Regions from separate parts of the Mus musculus genome. Here all the other regions are linked to region 1. Evidence: chromatin contacts called from public promoter capture Hi-C data. All regions are on one chromosome and are shown on one strand. Each heading gives the region's core, a stretch centred on a gene start, on an enhancer-like site or on the middle of the called end of the contact. The rest is flanking DNA. Distances are from core to core; before and after follow the strand shown.

Region 1 (3,066 bases), core at 290-2,789:
TTTCCTCCTAATGCTTTGTAGGAAAAAAAAAAATCTGATAATATCTGCCTAAAGGGGGAAAATCAGAGACATAAGCTCTATTCTATGTCTAGAGAGAAAATATTATATAAGCAAATAAGCATCCAAGTTTTGTCAAAGTGAGCCAAAGAGAAGCGGTTTAATAGTTCCTGGTAAATTAGGAACCCCTGCATTTGGGGCCAGAAGTTAAAGGACAACCACATCAGGAACTGAGCTGATTTTCTTTGAGTAATAAAAAATTCACAACGAAGGAAGCTTATCTATTGAACACGTGCTATCTATTGGTCAGACATGCATACTTTTTTCTTTCCTTTGTCCTCAAAACCACTAGATTAGATACATTTTTGAAGACAAAGATGAAATATACACAAAGGGTAATTTTACTAGACCACAGAGTATAGTATATTTCCATTTTCTGTTTTAACAAGGGCATTTATGTTACTACCTTTGGATGTACAAACTATAGAAGTTTTGTTCACTCAGTCTGGTTTTTGCCTTACAAGAGTCAGGAGACCAGAACTAGACCTTACTCCACATTAGGAGTACTAAGGAATTTGGAAAGGCACCAGAAAAGCACTCTACCGCAGTGCATATACCAGTGTCTTAACCACTATCTCTTTGATGGAATTCCTTTCAGTTTCTTCACCCTACTCCAAGTCCAAATAATCGGCCAGCTTCCTTAACGGGCAGAAAAACAAGTATGGTAGTTGAACATACTAACTGGTAAAACCAGTAAAGTAACATCCCACATTTATGCTAACAAGTGATATGAAGAGATGAAACTTTTCAAATACAAGTTTGTCATGCAGTCATTCATTGAGGAGTAGGATGGGGGAAATGGCTAGTTTGAAGTCAAAAAAAAAAAAAAAAAGTAAAAATAAATAAAATAAAATGTAGATCTTTAATTGTTGCATCTGTAGCCTGTCTGTTGGGAACAATGCAAATGGGCGGGAAAGTGTCTATCTAAAAAACTTTCAATTAGCACAAATTATTTCTATTGCTATAAACTCCAAGTGATTTTAAGAACGGTAACTATCAAACTCTCTGATCCACAAACTCATGTCTGGTGTTAGTTAATATCCGGGACAACAGACAGCTAAGAACTAGGGACAGGGTCACACTTCCTTTGCCAAATAATGTTTCTGTTTTTAAATACTGACTGGTTTTGACCAGTTTCCCTCTCCTGCCTGTACTTACAACTGTATTCTGCAGAGCTCGCTCGCTCGCTCTCAGGCCTAGCTGAGCCTAGGAAAGGCTCTGTGTAATGGGAGTAGCATATCTAAGTAGATCCTTTCCCTGCCTCACGCCGCCCACGACGAGGGCGGTCAAGCCAAAACATTGCCACCCACAGATATGGCAGTCCGGCCAAAAGCGCTAACCAGAACCCCGGAGGCCAGCAACCAGCGATGCGCGCGCAGCTAAGGCCGCCCCGCACGCCTCCCGGCAGGCTGTGCGCGCGCCTCCAGCTCCCTTGCGTCCCAGCAGCACGGGAGCTACCACTCGGCTCCCAATGCAGTGGCGGCTCCCCGTGTCTTCCGTGCTCACACTCTCGCTAACAGAGTTCCTCTGCGGGAATCAGGCCATTAATTTTTTTACCCAGAGCTCTCCAGCCGCAGAAAGGAGAACCTGTGGGCGGACACCTACGACGCCCGGGTGGGCGTGGCTTTGGGACCGGAAGAAGCTCCCGTTGCCAAGGGAACGCCGCGCGCCGGGGCGCCTGCTCAGCCACTGATGCTCGCATCCTGGGTGAACCGGCTGTTTCTCCCAACTTGTAGAAGGGGCTGTGCTTGGGACAAGGGAACCTTCCTACGGAGGCATAGAGAGGAAGGCTGAGGCTCCGGGGAAGATCCCACCGCGGAAACGGGTACAAGAGTGCGTCCTTTCCTGTCCTTGTCAGCCCCTTGGCCTTTGGATTGGCGTCAAAGATCAGGTACCTCCATCCGCACCCCGCTTTTTCTCTCTCTTCACCATCATCTGTGTGTTCTCTTTCAGCTCTGTTGGGTATGATTTTTCACGCCATCAGCTTCACCCTTGATAACATGAACACGACCTTTCCACGGTGTCTGTAGCGCTGTGGAACCGGCGGCAGGATCCACTAGTTCAAAAAGTTCCCGCTACCTGTTCGCAGCCATTTCCACCCTGGTAGACAGAGAATACCCGCTCCCTGTCCGATTTAGAATTACTCTAAACTATTACCCGTATTTTTGAATCTAAGTGAGTTAGATCATCTCTCATCTGTGAGAGATGGGGAAAAAATTGAGTTTATGTGATGTATACCAAGGAGCTTCGAAAATGTATTGAACTGCTTTGGGCCAATGCTGTTTGCTTGTTTGGTTGACTTTAACGCTGCCCAAGACGGACCTTTTTATATGATGTATGAATAATTTGGTTGAAATTTCATCATCAAATTTTCTAACTTAATAAGATTGTTTTATTGGGGTAGTAAGAATGTTCAACAGCCCACACTACTATCATGTTTAAAGTAGCATTTCTGGCGTTTTTCTCTGTCTCATCTCATCTTTCTCTGCAGCTTAACGCTAAGGTCTTAACATGTGGATAACATGTTAAATCTTCAGTGCTTTTCTGGTAACCACCTAATCCTTTGGAAAGCTGATTCTTCTCAGAAAGCAGCTCAGACACCTAAGTGTTCTTGATTCAAGAACAGGAGTTGTTTCATTTTAGCCAAGTTTACTTTAGCTATCAATTTTGCCAGCGTTATACAATACATACAGTAAGACTTTTTAAGCTGAAGGTATATTTTGTTCCTAATCTAGCGAATATGCTGGGTTTTCTTTTCTTTTTTCTTTTTTTTTATCCTTTAAGGCATAGTTTACGTCAGTATCAACTTTATACCATGTTCTCTCTCCTCTCCCCCCACCTCTCTATGTAATAATTGTTCATGTTGTGTAGTACCTGTTGAATCCAGAATGTGTGACCAGCCCTGGAATTGGAGTTACAGGTGCTTGAGAGCCTCAGTCAAACTCTGGTCCCCTAGAAGAGCTGTGCGGTCTCTGCTGTTAAGAGTATAATTTTTATTTATTTTTTTCT
Region 2 (3,066 bases), core at 421-2,920, 2.9 Mb after region 1:
TTTGGACTTTGTTTGCCATGAAACCATAATATTATAACTGAGACTTTCTGGACCTTGGTGATAATAAATGAAGATGAAACCCCCTACCCCCAACCACCCGGTACTCACTAGACAGCAATAGAGAAGGGATGTGTTCTAGACTGGGAGTTTAGATGACAGTTACAAGTCATGTGATTTGAGATAAGATCACAAGACATTATAAAGGAATAAGCAAGACAAGGAAAACTCTGAATTTCAGGCCACCACTAAAATTTGTGACTATGAAGGTAAGCTGAAATTATTAACAAAATAGTACCCCAGTTAAGTAGTGAATGAATATATTGTCCTGAAAGCAGACAAGCAACAGTACTAAAGTCCTTTCTGAGCACTGCTACAAAATCTACAACCTCTTCTTTCCAGATTATTCTGGTAATGAGATCTCTGTGTTTCTAGATGTAGATTTTTTTAATAAAAAGTATGCTCAAATTACATCTATAGGCATTGTATGGTTTTTGCACAGATACTATAGGGAACTGTATCCATGTCTAGGACATACGGTATTATAGAAAAGAACATAAAGGAACATAGCAAAAGAACAAATTATAAAGAAAGAAGTCTGTATGAGACCAGAGCACACATCTAAGCTTTCTTCCTGGACACACTTAATTTCTTCCAGCAACAAGTCCCTAAACCATGTGAATAGTCTGCCAGAAGTTACTTGTAAGACTTAGATTGTAGTGTTAGATTATACCACTCCACTTTGCTTTATTTATTTATTTTTCTTCTTCTTCTTGTTAAAGGAGATTACGGGACCCACTGGTTGCTGTGTACTAAGATTCCTGGCACCCAGATTGCAAGCAGATTGAAATGTGTTCAGCGTAAAATACATTTATTCAAACACTTTAGACACAAGGGATGGCTCTTAATAAAGAACAGTGGAAGCATTGTTGAATTCTAGTTGCTCAGACACTAGTCAGGGACCAATGTGTAAGCAGTCTTTTCAAGGGTGAGTCCAAGCCGTGTTTGCTCCTTTGTGACTGAGTCACCTCACTCAGGATGATAATTCTCAAGTTCCATCCATTTAAACACATCCAAAGCAAAAAGAAAACTGAATTTAGGCGAGTGTAGGGTATGGTCAAATCTCTATCCTATAAAAGCCTTCTTGAAGCCTCGGTTTTTACTATCCAAGTTTGTCTTTTGCACCGGTGGGTGTGCCCTCTAAACTCGGATCTTCCTAAATGTTTGGGTAGAGCTTAGCTGGGGAACTGACTCATCCTAGCACTCTTTCGGCAAAGCGTAGGCACTCAATCCTGAATGAATGAATGAATGAACGTGTAGAAAGAAGGCGGAAAAGGGGTTCGTTTTTTCCGAGATGTGACAGACTAGCGCGTAGTCACGACAGCCACAAAGCAACAAGACCCAAACCTTTCTGGACAGATGCCCCACTTCCCCCAGGCTCTCGTAGCAAACCCAGCCCTGCAGACTACGCCCCGCCCACCCAGCAGCCAGACTTAGGAAAGACTGGCTGCCCGGAAAACCGGAAGTGCTGGTAATTCCCTGCGCATGCGTGTCCGCCTCGGCTCGCACTTCCTACACTCGGTCATCCAGTGAGGAAGCCGGGCCGCTCACCCGACGCAGCGGGGTCTTCGCCCGCCCCGCCCCTCACCCACTGCGCATGCGTCCTGACTGGCTTGTGCGCCTGGAGGCGGGGCGCCAGGGCAGTTTTTTTTTTTCTCCCCTTCGCTCCCGCCCCTGCGCTTCCCACCTGCCACGTACGGGACCGTGGCTGTCGCTAGGCTCGTCGGGTGCGTGCGATTGGCCAGCTCTGCGCAGCCTGCAGCTCGGCGAGGCTCGGCGGACGGCGGCGGAGCGGACGGGGTTTGGAAGCCTCCTCTGCGACACCGAGTGAGCCCGCAGCGGCCGGGTCAGCTGAGGTGGACGGCCTCGGCAAGCGGGGTATGTCCGCCGGAGTGAGGCGCGCGTGGCGACTCAAGGAGGAGGTCGGGGGAACCGGGAGGGCCGCAGGGCTTCTGGAACCTCCCAGCGCCGGGTGGGAGGGTGGGGCTGGGGACCGTGGGAAGGGGCTGGGAGGGAGGGCGCAGGGCCCGGGTGAGGCGGACGAGCGGCCCGGCATGGGGGAGGGGCGGCTGGGAGGGAGGGAGGGAGGGGGAGGAGAGGGCGCCCGGCCCGGCCTGACCTGGAGGGCGTTTGGCCCCGCTGATACCCCAAGTCCTGTTCCCTCCGGCCCCAGAGAGTAGAGGGGAGCCTGGGGGTACCTCTTACGGAGGTCGAGAACCAGGGATCGAAGAAGCCTGGGGCGTTTGCTCGGTGCTTCACCCTCTAGAGCAACTTGGAAGGTGGAGGGTGAATCATGGAAGACATAGAAAGGGGGCTTGAGAAAGCCCAAAGCGTTTGTGCCTGATCCCCGGGAGTGGCTTGGACGTTGGAGCGTAGACCTGGAGTTAATCGGTAGATTGAGGACACAGAAAGGAGCCCCATTCGGTCGTACACTCCCGTGCTTAGTGTCCTCTTGGGGCCCTACCCAGTTTTACTGATTACAGTTGCCAACTTTTGTTAAGTTGCCGTCTCTGGGCACGGTAGGGAGAATTGTAGATAGGTAATCTCAAAGATTCTACCAAAGTAGCTTGTTAGGCTCCCTTCGCATGTGCAGAAAGTACGCCGCAGAGAAGAACTTGAGCTCACATAGCTACCAGTGAAAATGGTTACATTCTTGCCATATACACTGCGTGTCATACAGATTTTGAGACCCACTTACAGTTTTAGAATAATCAAGGTTCTTTAAAGAAAGAAAAGAAAAGAGAGAAAGAAAAAATAGAGAAGAAAAAGGAGCCAGTTGGTGGTGGTGCACTCAGGAGTCAGAGGCAGGTGGATTTCTGAGTTCGGGGCCAGCCTGGTCTACAGAACAGCCAAGGCTACCCAGAGAAATCCTGTCTTGGGGAGGCGGGGACAAGAAAAGAAAGAAGGGAAAAAGAAACTTGTTTAGAGGGTGGGCGTTTTAGAAGCTTCTGAAAGAGGGCCTCTTCTCAGGTTAAGCAACAGGTGCCTGAGGCTGAGGTATCCTAGTGC
Region 3 (3,066 bases), core at 195-2,694, 2.5 Mb after region 1:
GGGATGAAAATGCCTGCCATTCATTTAACTGTACAGTTTTTCTCATGAGTGTTAAGTGCACATAGGATGCGTGTGTATAAAGAATTTCCTCAGGCACATACCTGGTATTTATTTACCTGTAAGTTTCTCTGAACTTGGATTACTCTGGTAATACCACCACAGAATTCCTGACCCAGTAAAGTCCCTTATCTCACTCAATCTCAGTCCATGCCAATTCTCCACACAGCCGTCAAACTTGTCAAAAAGATTTAATAGTCTGACCACCAGATCCGATAGAGCAGTTTATCACTCCAATGCTTGTTATAACACCAGAGACTCTTTATCAGGCTTGGACACATGTATATATATGTCCAGGTGAAATAGAACATTTTAAGATGTGCAGCGGGGGTGGGGGTGGGAGGCACAGTTCCTTAAAAACTGAACTATTTCCTATATACAAAGCTACCTAATGATTTTTTTGAACTTTGTAATAGTTGCTAATCTCCCTCCCCAAACACACACACACACACACACACACACACACACACACACACAATCAGAGCGAGAGAGAAACTCCGAAAGAAAAATGGCTTGTTTTTAAAAGGTTCTTAGCAAAGTTCTGGTCTTGGGAAACACAATAACAACTCACGGTACAACTCCAATCGTTCCGTGAAATTTGCCTTTCTTCGCTTAATGGAATTACTATATTTGTGCATGTTTCCCATACCTACATACTAGGGATAAATGCTGTGTCACTTAGAAGAAAGGCAAAGTATTCTGTTGGATCCCAAAGGAAATTGTCAAAGAACGTCTCTACGCTAGCCAGCCTGGAGCTGCTATTCCATTCCCTATAAAGGCAACCAGAAACGACTCTAAAGTCACTCGGCAGTTTCCGACCGGTGGGAGGGCCCCTCACCCGCACAACGGGTCAAGGAAAAGCTGCATCCGCTCGTTTTCACCTCTACGGCCCGGGCGGCTTCTCACCATTTCCAGGGAGTCCCCAGAACCGTCGTGGTGGCCACTGCCCAGGGCCGGACTGGCCCTGCCCTCGGGGGTCTTCCGTTCACTGTTGCGCTTCAGGCCGCTGGCGTCGCCCCGGCCTCCCGCTTCCCGGCGCCTCCGCCTTCGGCTCCACAGGTACATAGCCCCAGCACCCAGCAACAGGGGCGCCCCGATGGCCAGCGCCACGTGCCATCGCGGCAGGGTCCCCGCGCCCGAGCCGGGGCCCGCAGTCCCACCGCCACCGCCCACTCCATTTCCAGAACCGGGCGCAGCAGCCGCCGCCATCGCCGCCTCTATGGGCTTAGAGGCGGCCATGACGACTGTCCTCCGCCGCCGCCGCGCCGGTCGCGGGCGCCACGGTCACCGGGCAGCGTGGGGAGGAAGCCGGGAGCGTGGAGGGAAAGCAACGCGCGAGCGAGCACGCTAAGCAGCAGGAGCGGACGACAGAAAAGGGCCAGAGGTCACCGGAAGCCCGGGGCATGCCGGGCTAGACCGGCGGCTGGGCCCGCCCCTATCTACTGTACAGGGGAGAACCACTTCCGGGGTCAGAAGGCCTGGCGCTCTGGGTGGCTTTTCCCTTTCCTCTTGCAGGCGGTTGCCTAGAATCGCTCGGGAGGTCTCAGGCCTTGCGTGACTGCAGACCTCTTCTCCAGGACAGAAGGACCCGTGGCACTGTCGCCAGTGCGGCGAGGAGGGGCGTGGGGGGCCGTGTGCAGCAAGTGTAGAGGGACAGCTCCCTGTAGCTCTGTGAGTGGGCGGGACTTGCAGAAGCACTGTGAAGGGAATTGGCCAGCAGGGATGGTGGGCCTCCCAGTTGATTGGTAGGATCGGGGAGGGGGGTGTGGCTACGTTGGTGCCTGTTAAAGACTGAAACTGTGGGAGGGGGGAAAAAGGGTGAGACCATCGTGCTGTGTAAACCAGCTTTGTATATTTCTGCAATAGCCAGATTGTAGTTTGGACAAATTTGTAGTTCCTGGGACAATGACAGAGGGCAAAGACTAGATGGAAACTGGGGAAGGTAGGTTGACTCATGGAAGTGACTTGCAGCCTGTGTGCTGCACCTTTAATAGTTACAAAGGGCAAGGATGTCTGTTAGAAGGCTTTCCTATTGGCTTTCCTCGAGGACCCCGGATCACCGCAGGCATCTTTACGTGTGTATCTTAAAATGGATTCCACCTGACATCTAGCCCATACAACCTTCCCTGGAGCACAAGTGTCTGTCACAACACTTTGAGTTTGCTCACTTATTTGAAATAACTTAAATTTTTAAAAAAAATTTATTTCATTTATATGACTACACTGTAGCTGTTTTTCAAGCACATCAGAAGAGGGCATCGGATCCCATTACAGATGGTTGTGAGCCAACCATGTGGTTGCTGGGAATTGAACTCAGGACCTCTGGAAGAACAGTCAGTGCTCTTAACTGCTGAGCCATCTCGTCAGCCCTGAAGTACTTTTCTTAAGCCTTCATGAACTCTGGATCTGGTCTCAAAGCATGAAGTCTACTTTGCAAGGTGTTTGGAATTCACACAATTTTCAAGAAAAAAAGGCAAAGCATGGATAATTAAATGTTCCAGGCTATGGCTCTTCATTTCAGGTTTGAACATCCTTTTGTCAAACAAACAAACAAACAAACAAACAAACAAACCAAAAAAACAAAAACCAAACACCCATAGATGGTCATTTGGCTTTTAAGTACCACAGGATGCTCACCATAATAGCATTACATGAAGATGCAAAGGCCAAGTTGTGTCAACGTGGAGTGATTAAAATAGAATGTTCCAGTTTGAAACTTCAGGGCCTTTTCTCTTGCGTCATGTTGGTTCTCACCAGTGAAATGTTTGCACTAGCAACAAACTGAAAATGGTAGTGTAACTTAGTTGATCAAATAGAGATTGCTGTAGGCACTGTTCTCACCCCAGAACTTCAAAATCGGAATCTCATGCCCTCTGAGTAATCTTGGATTTTTCAGAATAACAGCAAAAGGATTCTCCCCCTATAACTTCACATTTTTTTCTGTGATATCTTGGAGGACTAAAGGCTCCCAGTTTGAATAAACCATTGGAACTAAAACACATTTGAAAG
Region 4 (3,066 bases), core at 370-2,869, 2.5 Mb after region 1:
GACTTTTTTTCATAATATTAATGTAAAGATGTTTGTGTTACTGTTTATAAATTACAATTGTAAATAAACTGATACAAGTTTGCTCAAAACTTCTGCCCTGGAGGATGTCTGTTCTCTTTATCTGTATTTTGCCTGCAGATTAAACATTTGTCTTATATATGTACCTTAGGCTAAAACCAGTGGCACTAGGTGGGTGCTGGGGTGCTCATAGCCCCAGCTATTGAAGGAGGAAGGAGGATCAGTTGAGCTCAGGGAGTGAGGTTTCTGTGACCTTTCCCCCCTCTTTCTACTAGAGCTGTCAATAGATCTGTCACCTTAGACCTGGCTTTGTCTTCAGTAGTTGCCATGGCTACCAGGCCACTGCAGTTTCTAATGCAAGATGAAGATGGGGTAAATATGTTAACCCTGGAAGACATAAGGCCATACTGCAACCCATCCCCACACCTTCCTCCAGCGCATACATTCTTTGTTCACCCCGCTTCCCCAGTGTTCTCAGGTTCTTGGAAGAAACAATTCTGTGATCCCCTCAGGACGATGTAGGTGCTTAGATCCAAACCCAGGTCCTTTGCAAGAGCACCAAGTGCTCTTAACCACGGAGCCATCTCTCCAGCCCTGCTTTGTCCTTTTCAAACTGCTGTTTATGGTTCTCTCTCTCTCCCTCTCTCTGTCTCTCTGTTTGGCTCTCTCTGTCTCTCCCAAAGTTTGTGAAAAGCTCAGCCCCACTGAAGACAGCTGACTAAAATTTCTTTTGGGGATCTGATCTGCAGGCTTTCTTTCCTCTTGTCAAGCTCTCTAATCCCCTTGGCTCCGTGCTCTGCAAATGTGACAAGGTATAGACTTTAACTTGCAAGCACTGCAAAGCTTAGAAAGCAATGTCACTAGCTGGGTGTGTTGCTACAGGACTCAATCCCTGCACTCAGGAGTGGGAGCAGGAGGATTAGACGTCAAGGTGAGCCTTAGCTACATAGCAAGTTAAAGTGCAGCCTAGGCTACAAGAGACCCTGTCTGAAAACCGGAAAAGCTCAAAACAAAAATAAATATTTACATAAATGATAATGAATAAAAATTAAATAATAAATACAAAGGTCAAATCGTAGAATACTGCTTAGCACCAACTCTATCTCTTTCCCCAGCCCAGTTAGGAGCAAGGTTCTGAAGTCCTGCTAGCCTAAAACAACCAGGTGCACTTCCTCAAGCCAGTCAGCATGGAGCATCGTTACCCTGGCCACTGCCATGATCTAACCTGAAATTTATGTCCTTTGTGCCACAAGTAGGACCTTTCTACCCCAGACCATTTATGGCACACTACCATAACGTAGGCTTCTCTTTTTTGACTTTGCTTTTGAAGGCCCTATATAAAGAATTTGTAATTATCACTTCTTGGTGTATGCAACCGCAAAGGGTGAGCCATTTTTAGTACGGTGCCCAGGCAAGAATGTAGACTGGTACTGAATGTGCACAAAGTCGGAGGCTTACTCACCTACATTACAGCACAGCACAAAACAAAACAGTAAAATCCTCAAAGCTCATCGAGGCTCCGCCCCTCGACCCAGCCCTTGACCACGCCCCTTCTGCGCGCGCGGCTCGGCCCCGCCTTCTGCACGCTGCGGAGGAGATTGACTGGCAGGAGTCCCTGTGGCCTGCGGTGCACCGTGGAAGAGCCATGTCTAGTAAGTGGCTCGTGGTCTGGTTGTCCAGCTCCCAGCGGGAGCGGGGTCCTCCGTGCGGCGGTGCAGATGAGCCGGCTGGGTCCTTGCGTCCCCCGGTCAGCCATGCCGGTGGCTCTTGTCACCGGTGTCCGCGGCGCGGCGAAGCCCAGGGGCGGCTGGCCGTGCGAGCACAGGCCTCCGCGCGGGGCGTCCTGTGCTGTCGGAGCTGGTCAGCTTGCGGGTTGGGTGGTGGTGTCCAACTCGTGGCTCTGACTTCCTCGCCTCACAAAGCGGTGGATAATCACACCTCACTCCGCAGTTCCTCGTCTGTAAAAGTTTATAGTTGCACTGTCCTGGCATATTCATGTAAATGTTGTTCCCGTAATAGGCCCGTCACTCGAGGTGTTTTCGTGCCCTCCGCCCCGACTTGTTCATCTTCAAAATCATTAATCGCTTTCCGGAGAAGGGGAAGCAACAAGTCTTGCACACGGAGGACCCCAGTGGAGGGGTTTTCCTGCGTAAGCCTGCAGAGGGCGCTTTTGCACCGGCCCCTAACCTGGGTCGGGACCTTGTCCATATTGGGTGGCTTTTGGAAGAAGCTAGAAACAAAACTATAGTTTTATTATCCTTTCCTGCCTCAGGAGCAGAGGCAGTCTAACTTCCTAGGGTTAGGGGAGATATTAGTGAGTTTCTGTGATACTCTGGTGACAGCTCAAGGTCTGTTAACCTGAAAATAATGCCAGGTTTTGGTTTCATTTGTTTTTATACAGATTCTGGCACTGTTCAATTAAGAGGTGTTAGGGGCTAAATGCCTTTTTTTTTTTTTTCTCTCTCATCATATTTAGGATAAGCCAAGGAATGAGCGATCATAGTTTTTATACTTTTAAGGAGAGCTTCGGCCTTCTTCAGAAGCCAGGTTTTGTCAGTGTTGTCGATATACCCCTTTAGATTGCCAGTAGTTGGGTCAATCAAAAACCATGTTCAAATACTGCCTGATATCCTGTTTGAGAATCCTGGCCCTGGGTGAACTTAGTGGGCAGATCTGATGACTTTTTTTTTTTTTTTTTTTTTTCTTTTTTCCCCAGCTTTCCGCCTGGCCCTCATACAGCTTCAAGTTTCTTCCATTAAATCAGATAACCTTACCCGGGCTTGTAGCCTAGTGCGGGAGGCAGCAAAGCAAGGTGCCAACATAGTTTCTCTGCCTGTAAGTATCAGGGCAGCCTGCCCATTCTTCAGGAGCTGTGGATCCACCACAGTACTGCGTGCTGGCAGTGGTCCTCTTATGTCCCACCTCCAGCAATGCCTTTTGGAACCCTAATATTGTTTCGTATTTGTCTCATCTTTCACAAAGACTAGTAGCGACCTTTATCATAAGATGTCAAACGTGGTTACAAGTTTTGAACAAGATCACCTCCCC
Region 5 (3,066 bases), core at 191-2,690, 2.4 Mb after region 1:
TTAGGAGCTCACAGACACCAGCCCCGGAGTCAAGCCAAACCTGGTCTTGCCGGGTCTCCAAAGCAAATTCTGAGCTCCTCAAGGTTACTAGTGAGACTGTCTCAAAAGACAAAACAAAACATAACCAGCCAACCAATCGAACAGAAACTTACTTTACTTAATTAAAGCTATTTCTGGTCATTCCTGCCCCATCTAAAACTTAATTGTTTTCAGTTTTTCTACACATTACCCCTGCATTTCTCAGTGTGCATGCATCTATTGCTAATATATTGATATCAAACATAAACGATGCCTTTTGTTTGTAATCTGTTTGGTTCATCTAACAATGGCATTTTCAGATTTATCCATAAATTTCATGTAGTTAACTGCATCGTTGTTCCTGGGCTTAAAAATATTTGTTCAGCTCCTCCCTGAATCTGTACTAGGCAAAGATAGCCCAGGGGCTAGTGTTTTGGTAATACTGGTACTGTGGATGAAACCTGGGTGCGGAACAAGGAGGCCCATTTAGAGGGACAAATGGGACTTTGGCTAGGAAGGGAAGGATCTCGGCAGCTTTCTTTTTTTTTTTTTTTTTTTTAAGATTTATTTATTTATTATATGTAAGTACACTGTAGCTGTCTTCAGACACTCCAGAAGAAGGAGTCAGATCTTGTTACGGATGGTTGTGAGCCACCATGTGGTTGCTGGGATTTGAACTCTGGACCTTCGGAAGAGCAGTCGGGTGCTCTAACCCACTGAGCCATCTCACCAGCCCCCCTCGGCAGCTTTCTTAAACTGATTTTTTAAACTGGAATTTCAGTTTCAGAACTACAGTTGATTCTCCTGGCTGTTAGAAGACATATTTAAGATAGAAGACTAGAGTATAATTTTCTTAACTGGATAGCTTGACAGAGTCCTTCGTGTATTTTTATTTTTCTTGTAGCTCTGGTGATTGAATCATTGAGGATGCTGGGCAAGTGCTGTATGGTTTACTAAGTCCCTGGCCTTTTTATTTTTTTGAATGGTCTTTACAAATGATGTGGTATGTCCTTTCCTTTTTTTCTATTCAGCCTACCTTCTCTGTGTGAATTCATACTTGCCCTCCTCTCTCCACTAGCTGGGATTCTCAATTCTGGCTCACACCGGACAGCCAGAGACCCAAACATTAAGACGCCAAGCCAGGATGCTTCACTTTCAGAGTCTCCTCTGAGCCACGCCTGCCCGCAGCGTGGCGCCCCGCCCCATCCCGGAGAACCCCTCCCACTCCCCAGGGTCGGCCCCGCCCACAAGCCTTGTGCCCCGCCCACTCCGTTCGCGGGCCCTTGGCATCCTGGGATTTGTGGTCTTCCATAATCTTCTCCCTCTCGCAAAGCTCCGGGCTCCGCCTTTCGCCCTAGAGACGTGGTGACGTTGCATCCTTCCAATTCCTCGCCTCCTCCCTCTTTCGCTCTGGTGAGTCTCAAGTCTCAGACTTCATAACTCCTTTTACGACACTGAATCTCTGAGACAGTCTCGGTGCCAGGTCCACTTTTCGGCAAAGTGACGTGGACGTCAACAGCAATGGCGGAAGGAGAAGAGCTTCTGCCACTGTCAACGTCGGGCGGGGACAGCTGGTGAGTGCGAGCCCAGGTTTAATTCCCACTGGCCCCTTCTCTTCCTGTTCGCCATCCTGCCTGTCCCCGAGGTGCTGGCTGGCGGGGCGTGGAGCAAAAGGCACCTGTCCTCCTCTGAGCCCCTGCCCCGCCCCCTCTGCTTCAGGGTCCCCTCTGCCCGCGGGCTTCTGCGGCTGGGGCAGAATCCCGGGGACTCAGGGGCCATCCTGGATCTGCGCCTAAGTCAGGTCCTCCCGCTTGGCCCAGCGAAGAGAGTGGCTTCCCCACTGAGTTCGCCGAGTCCCTAGCCAGGGAGTTGGAATGGGCGCACTAAGGAGGAAGTTCTTGGATGGAGATCTCAGACCATTTGAAATGAGATCTTTTGAAATAACCACCGCGACCTTTGACAGTGCAGAGGTCGTGAGATACACCCAGCAAGATTCCTTCTACGTAGTTCAGGGTTGTCTTTAAAAAAAAAAATTATTATTATTAATTTTGTTTATCTCCCAACAGTTTCTAACATTTGTTATTATTATTTTTTTTTCTTCCCCACCACTTTCCTCACAATTTAATTTCATGACTTGGAGGGCGTTTTGAATTTTGTTACTGTTTCTCCCGGGCATTTGCATGTGTCTCTGGGGCTGTGGGAAGATTTGGTTTTTAAAGGAACTCATGTAGCCCAAGGCTGGCCTCGAACTTTCTGAGTGGCTGAGGATGACTGTGGACTTCCAATGCTTTTGCTTTCTCCTCCCGAGTGCTGGCTTGTAAGCTCCATCCTGCCTGGTTTGTGTTGGGCTGGGGATTGAACCGAGGGCTTCCTGTGTGCTAGGACAAGCATTCTACCAACTGTGATACATCCCCAACCCTGCCAATACCTTTTTGGTAGGCATTATTTTTCCCACTGAGGGTCATTAATTTTTGGTGGACACTTCTACTTTTGAAGTTGTGTGTGTGTGTGTGTGCACGTGTATATCTTACAGTTGATCTAACTGTATTGACCAGGTGTAAGACTCATGGATTTTGCTGTTGTTTTTCACAGTGTTTATATATCACTGTCACGGTGTACCTACACACAATGCAAGCCTTTGGTAAATTTGTACTTTACTAATTGAGGACAATAGAAATAACAGAAAGGAATACACGATATAGCAGTTGAGTAGCTGGTCTTCTGGGGACTGACAGGTACACATGTAGCAAGCTAAAGTTAATTTTGTTCTCTGAGATTGTAAATAAGTGTTGTGGGAGTTCAGAAGAGGCAGAAACCATTTCAGCATGCATTACAAAAGCTCATGGAGGCACTGGTGTGTGAGTTAGACTCTGAAGCATCAGTAAGACTTACCTTAACATTGTTCAAAATAGTCACTATAATGTGAGCTACGGAAGGAATTAATTAAAATTTCTTTCCTTTGCCTCATTGAAAACTTAAAAAACAATAACAAAAACCAGGTAGAACTTTTACTATGTTTAAAAAAAATATATCCAACACCAATGTATT
Region 6 (3,066 bases), core at 385-2,884, 2.0 Mb after region 1:
AACATGTTGGGGACCCTCCTCAGCACCCAGGCAAGAGGAGAGACCCAGAATAAACAAAAAACATACTTTTTATGCCTTGTAAGGGGCAGATTTAGGTAACAGGGCTATCTGGCTTATTCTCATTGGTGTAGCAAGTAACCCTTTCACGCATTAGTTGGTTTGTATAGGGTGACTATGTAACCCTTTGGCCTAGTGACTCACTTTGCCTGCCCTTATGGTGGGTTATTATCAGCAAAGCAGCACTACATTTTGATCTTATAGGTCAGCTATTAACATCACAGCTCTTAATGTCACAGGGAATTTTAGAAAGGTCAGGGTGGTTTGTAGTCTTTCTCAGAATTCAGTGTGGGGCAGGGTAGGGGGATTTCTCTGGAAATTGCTATCTTGTTATGGTTATTTTTCTAAGAACAGCTCATTTTGTTTTGGCAGCTGTAGACTCAGTCATTTTGACTGCTATGTTTCTGAAAGTCCCTTCAGAGGGGAAGAGGCTGGGTGGTCTTGAACTTATTTTGGATTCTACAGTACCAGATATGGGTGTTGGAGTTGGAGGTGGGGTTAGGGTAGGCTAACTTATAAACCCAGATATCTATTTACTGGTAACAAAACAGTTAAAGGGAAGATACAATTTATATTGTTTATTCAATAGAGCTTGTATTTTTTTCTATAAAGGGTGAATTAGCAAATACACGAAGTATGAATGTATAGACGCACCATATTAAAGCCACTCTTTCTTTCTGGTTAGTTTATGTTGTCCAAAGCGTTCTACTATAAAAGTAACTTATGAGCACCGGTACAAACAACTCAATCGCTGCATTTGGCCTGTGGCCTTCCTGACCTCTTAATACCTGTTGTCAGGCAGATGGCTAATGGAGATGACAGAAACAAATGTACTGTTGAATAAAACAATTCTCCTCCTCCTCCACAGGATGTCTCTGCAGAGTCTTGGGTGTCCTGGAACTCCCCTGTAGACCAGGCTGGCCTTCAACTCAAGGAATCTGCTTGCCTCTGCTTCCCAGATTGCTGGGATTAAAGGCGTGCGCCACCACACCAGGCCCCAAGTTCTATTCATGTTCCAAGGGCCATGGTACTGAATGGGACAGATCACAATCCAAGTCCTCTAAAGAGAATATCAAAACCTGATTAAGTATTTTAAATAGAGAAGTGGTATGTTTCAGGTCTTCAGGATATTCGTCCCTCTTAAGTTGTAGAAAAAGAGCAGCAACGTTCACATGTACAACCAAGTTCCGACATTCATCGTCAGCAACTCTCAGGTGCGTTTCTAAGGACAAACTGCACAGGCGCTGGAACGCCAGAACCCTGACAACCAAGTGAAAACACATCCACGTGCTCGGGTCTCCTCCCGCGGTGCAAGCTCTTTGAAATCCAACAGAGAAAAATCGTCTTAGCATCCGTTCTTGCACTTTCGACATCGGCTTTTCGGCCATAAACCAAAACAAAATACTTAAATATTAAAAAAAAATAACCCAAACCGATGGTAACTCTTTTCTTGTATTTCTAGGCTCAACAGAGCATTTATTTGGAGTTTCTAGGCCGATCTTGAACGTCTGAGCCTGTGTGGAAACGGCGACACCCCTGGCTGCCGCAGCTGGGGGGGCGTGGCGTCTGTGACGTCATCTCCAGTGGCGCGGGCGACGGAGTTCCTTGGTTTTTCCGCGTGTAGCGTTGCTAACGCCGCCAGTGAAGCTGAGCCCAGGAGCGCGAGCGGCCGCCTTGCTTTCATCTGGTTGTCAGTTCGCGTCCGGGTCTCACGGGGATGGCAGACGATCTGGGAGACGAGTGGTGGGAGAACCAGCCGGCAGCCGCCAGCAGCCCAGGTAAGCTCTCGCCCGCCTCCCTCGTTCCTCCTGCCCTGGTCCTCGCCTCAGCTGCCTTACCCGCGTGTGGCAGTCGTGGCGGTCTGCCCGGAGGTGGAGCGCGGAGCCGTGGGAACATGGGACGGCGCGGGAACTGGGGAGGGACAACACCGTGTCACACGTGGAACGAGAGGGACCCCGTCGCCGCCTGCCAGTCTGAGAGGGCTACTTCCTGCGCTCTGGTTTTCTAGACTTTTTACTATTTTCTTGAGACTAGATAGACCGTTTCTGTACAGTTTGTCATAGTGGTTACCAGTAATCCCTGAACTAGGTTCAGATTGGGAATTCAAATCACAGACTCTGATACTCCGACACATTCTCCTTTTTCCTCACGTGTGAAAGGAGTAATTCTCTCCAAAAAATTGTGAAGATGTAGTGAAGGTAATTTAAAGTTGTATAGCACAACACAATTTTTGGCGTGTAGTATATGTACAAAATATTAAAGTAGCGTGTTCTTTATCATGTGTAGTTCGAGCCAGCAAGGGGCTTAACTCTTCTGCTTTACAGCAAATTCTTTTCTTTTCTTTTCTTTTCTTTTCTTTTCTTTTCTTTTCTTTTCTTTCTTTCTTTTTTTTTTTTTTTTAGACAGGGTTTCTCTGTGTAGCCCTGGCTGTCCTGGAACTCATTCTGTAGACCAGGCTGGCCTCGAACTCAGAAATCCGCCTGCTTCTGTCTCCCAAGTGCCGAGATTAAAGGTGTGAACCACCACTGCTCGGCTCCAACAGTTTCTATTATGGTGTACTATGTGTACCCATTCTGTGTGCAGTAGGCATTTTATTTTCAAGTAAAGTAGCATTAAGTAACCCCCCCACTCCAGTGGCCTTGAACATTTCATGCCCCATAAGACTTAACCATGCGATAGCTACTTCTATTGTTACTGTCTCAAGTCACCCTCCAAGGATCCAAGGTCCACCTGTCTCTAGTTTTAGATGGTAGGGTCAATGTCATATTTCCATTTATTTTGATCTCAGTACCATCTCACATGATAGCAAACAGAGTTAACACGTTTAGACCATTTCTCAGTGTGAAACTGAAAGTTACAGCATGGGTTTTGTGATTTAAGGGGAACAGAAGAGTAGAGTGTCAGTCCAGTGGCGAGTGGCAGTCTGGATCCCAGGGTTGAGACTAGACTAGGGATGACAGAAGTAGGAAGCTAAAAGTCAGGTAATCTGTAACTCTCAGTCTCCCCATC

What was found. Promoter capture Hi-C pulls out the DNA fragments that hold promoters and counts their contacts. Capture Hi-C pulls out chosen DNA fragments and counts their contacts.
Region 2: a promoter capture Hi-C map of pre-B cells shows a contact between it and region 1, with 4 times the contacts expected there. The contact joins the promoter of Tfg here to the promoter of Arl6 in region 1. A contact is called at or near these places in 5 of 39 promoter capture datasets (the 3T3-L1 cell line, the HPC-7 cell line, liver and 1 more), 1 of 484 Hi-C or Micro-C datasets (pre-B cells), 1 of 115 datasets of contacts at active chromatin or transcription factors (astrocytes) and 2 of 9 other capture datasets (adipose tissue and liver).
Region 3: a promoter capture Hi-C map of adipose tissue shows a contact between it and region 1, with 5 times the contacts expected there. The contact joins the promoter of Tomm70a here to the promoter of Arl6 in region 1. A contact is called at or near these places in 2 of 39 promoter capture datasets (liver and pre-B cells) and 2 of 9 other capture datasets (adipose tissue and liver).
Region 4: a contact with region 1 is called in a promoter capture Hi-C map of liver, with 4 times the contacts expected there. The contact joins the promoter of Nit2 here to the promoter of Arl6 in region 1. A contact is called at or near these places in 4 of 39 promoter capture datasets (hippocampal neurons, liver and pre-B cells), 1 of 115 datasets of contacts at active chromatin or transcription factors (astrocytes) and 1 of 9 other capture datasets (adipose tissue).
Region 5: a promoter capture Hi-C map of pre-B cells shows a contact between it and region 1, with 5 times the contacts expected there. The contact joins the promoter of Tbc1d23 here to the promoter of Arl6 in region 1. A contact is called at or near these places in 4 of 39 promoter capture datasets (hippocampal neurons, liver and pre-B cells), 1 of 484 Hi-C or Micro-C datasets (CD4 T cells), 1 of 115 datasets of contacts at active chromatin or transcription factors (embryonic stem cells) and 1 of 9 other capture datasets (adipose tissue).
Region 6: a contact with region 1 is called in a promoter capture Hi-C map of pre-B cells. The contact joins the promoter of Cmss1 here to the promoter of Arl6 in region 1. A contact is called at or near these places in 4 of 39 promoter capture datasets (embryonic stem cells, frontonasal cranial neural crest, liver and 1 more), 1 of 484 Hi-C or Micro-C datasets (pre-B cells), 1 of 115 datasets of contacts at active chromatin or transcription factors (astrocytes) and 1 of 9 other capture datasets (adipose tissue).

The regions. Positions count from the first base shown.
Region 1 is chr16:59,637,812-59,640,877 of GRCm38.p6, reverse strand. It overlaps Arl6 (ADP-ribosylation factor-like 6), which reads left to right and starts at 1,539. Exons shown (of 8, transcript NM_019665.3): 1 at 1,539-1,948. All of the region lies in intron 1 of 4930547E14Rik (RIKEN cDNA 4930547E14 gene), which reads right to left.
Region 2 is chr16:56,716,054-56,719,119 of GRCm38.p6, reverse strand. Tfg (Trk-fused gene) reads left to right here and starts at 1,670. Exons shown (of 8, transcript NM_019678.3): 1 at 1,670-1,935.
Region 3 is chr16:57,120,092-57,123,157 of GRCm38.p6, reverse strand. Tomm70a (translocase of outer mitochondrial membrane 70A) reads right to left here and starts at 1,444. Exons shown (of 12, transcript NM_138599.5): 1 at 964-1,444. The coding sequence starts at 1,296.
Region 4 is chr16:57,165,885-57,168,950 of GRCm38.p6, reverse strand. It overlaps Nit2 (nitrilase family, member 2), which reads left to right and starts at 1,619. Exons shown (of 10, transcript NM_023175.1): 1 at 1,619-1,670; 2 at 2,735-2,853. The coding sequence starts at 1,664. It overlaps Gm16892 (a long non-coding RNA gene), which reads right to left and starts at 1,582. Exons shown (of 2, transcript XR_003951893.1): 1 at 1,481-1,582. It overlaps Tbc1d23 (TBC1 domain family, member 23), which reads left to right. Exons shown (of 19, transcript NM_001358433.1): 19 at 1-89.
Region 5 is chr16:57,229,840-57,232,905 of GRCm38.p6, reverse strand. Tbc1d23 (TBC1 domain family, member 23) reads left to right here and starts at 1,440. Exons shown (of 19, transcript NM_001358433.1): 1 at 1,440-1,592. The coding sequence starts at 1,540.
Region 6 is chr16:57,605,435-57,608,500 of GRCm38.p6, reverse strand. Cmss1 (cms small ribosomal subunit 1) reads left to right here and starts at 1,634. Exons shown (of 10, transcript NM_025599.3): 1 at 1,634-1,835. The coding sequence starts at 1,775.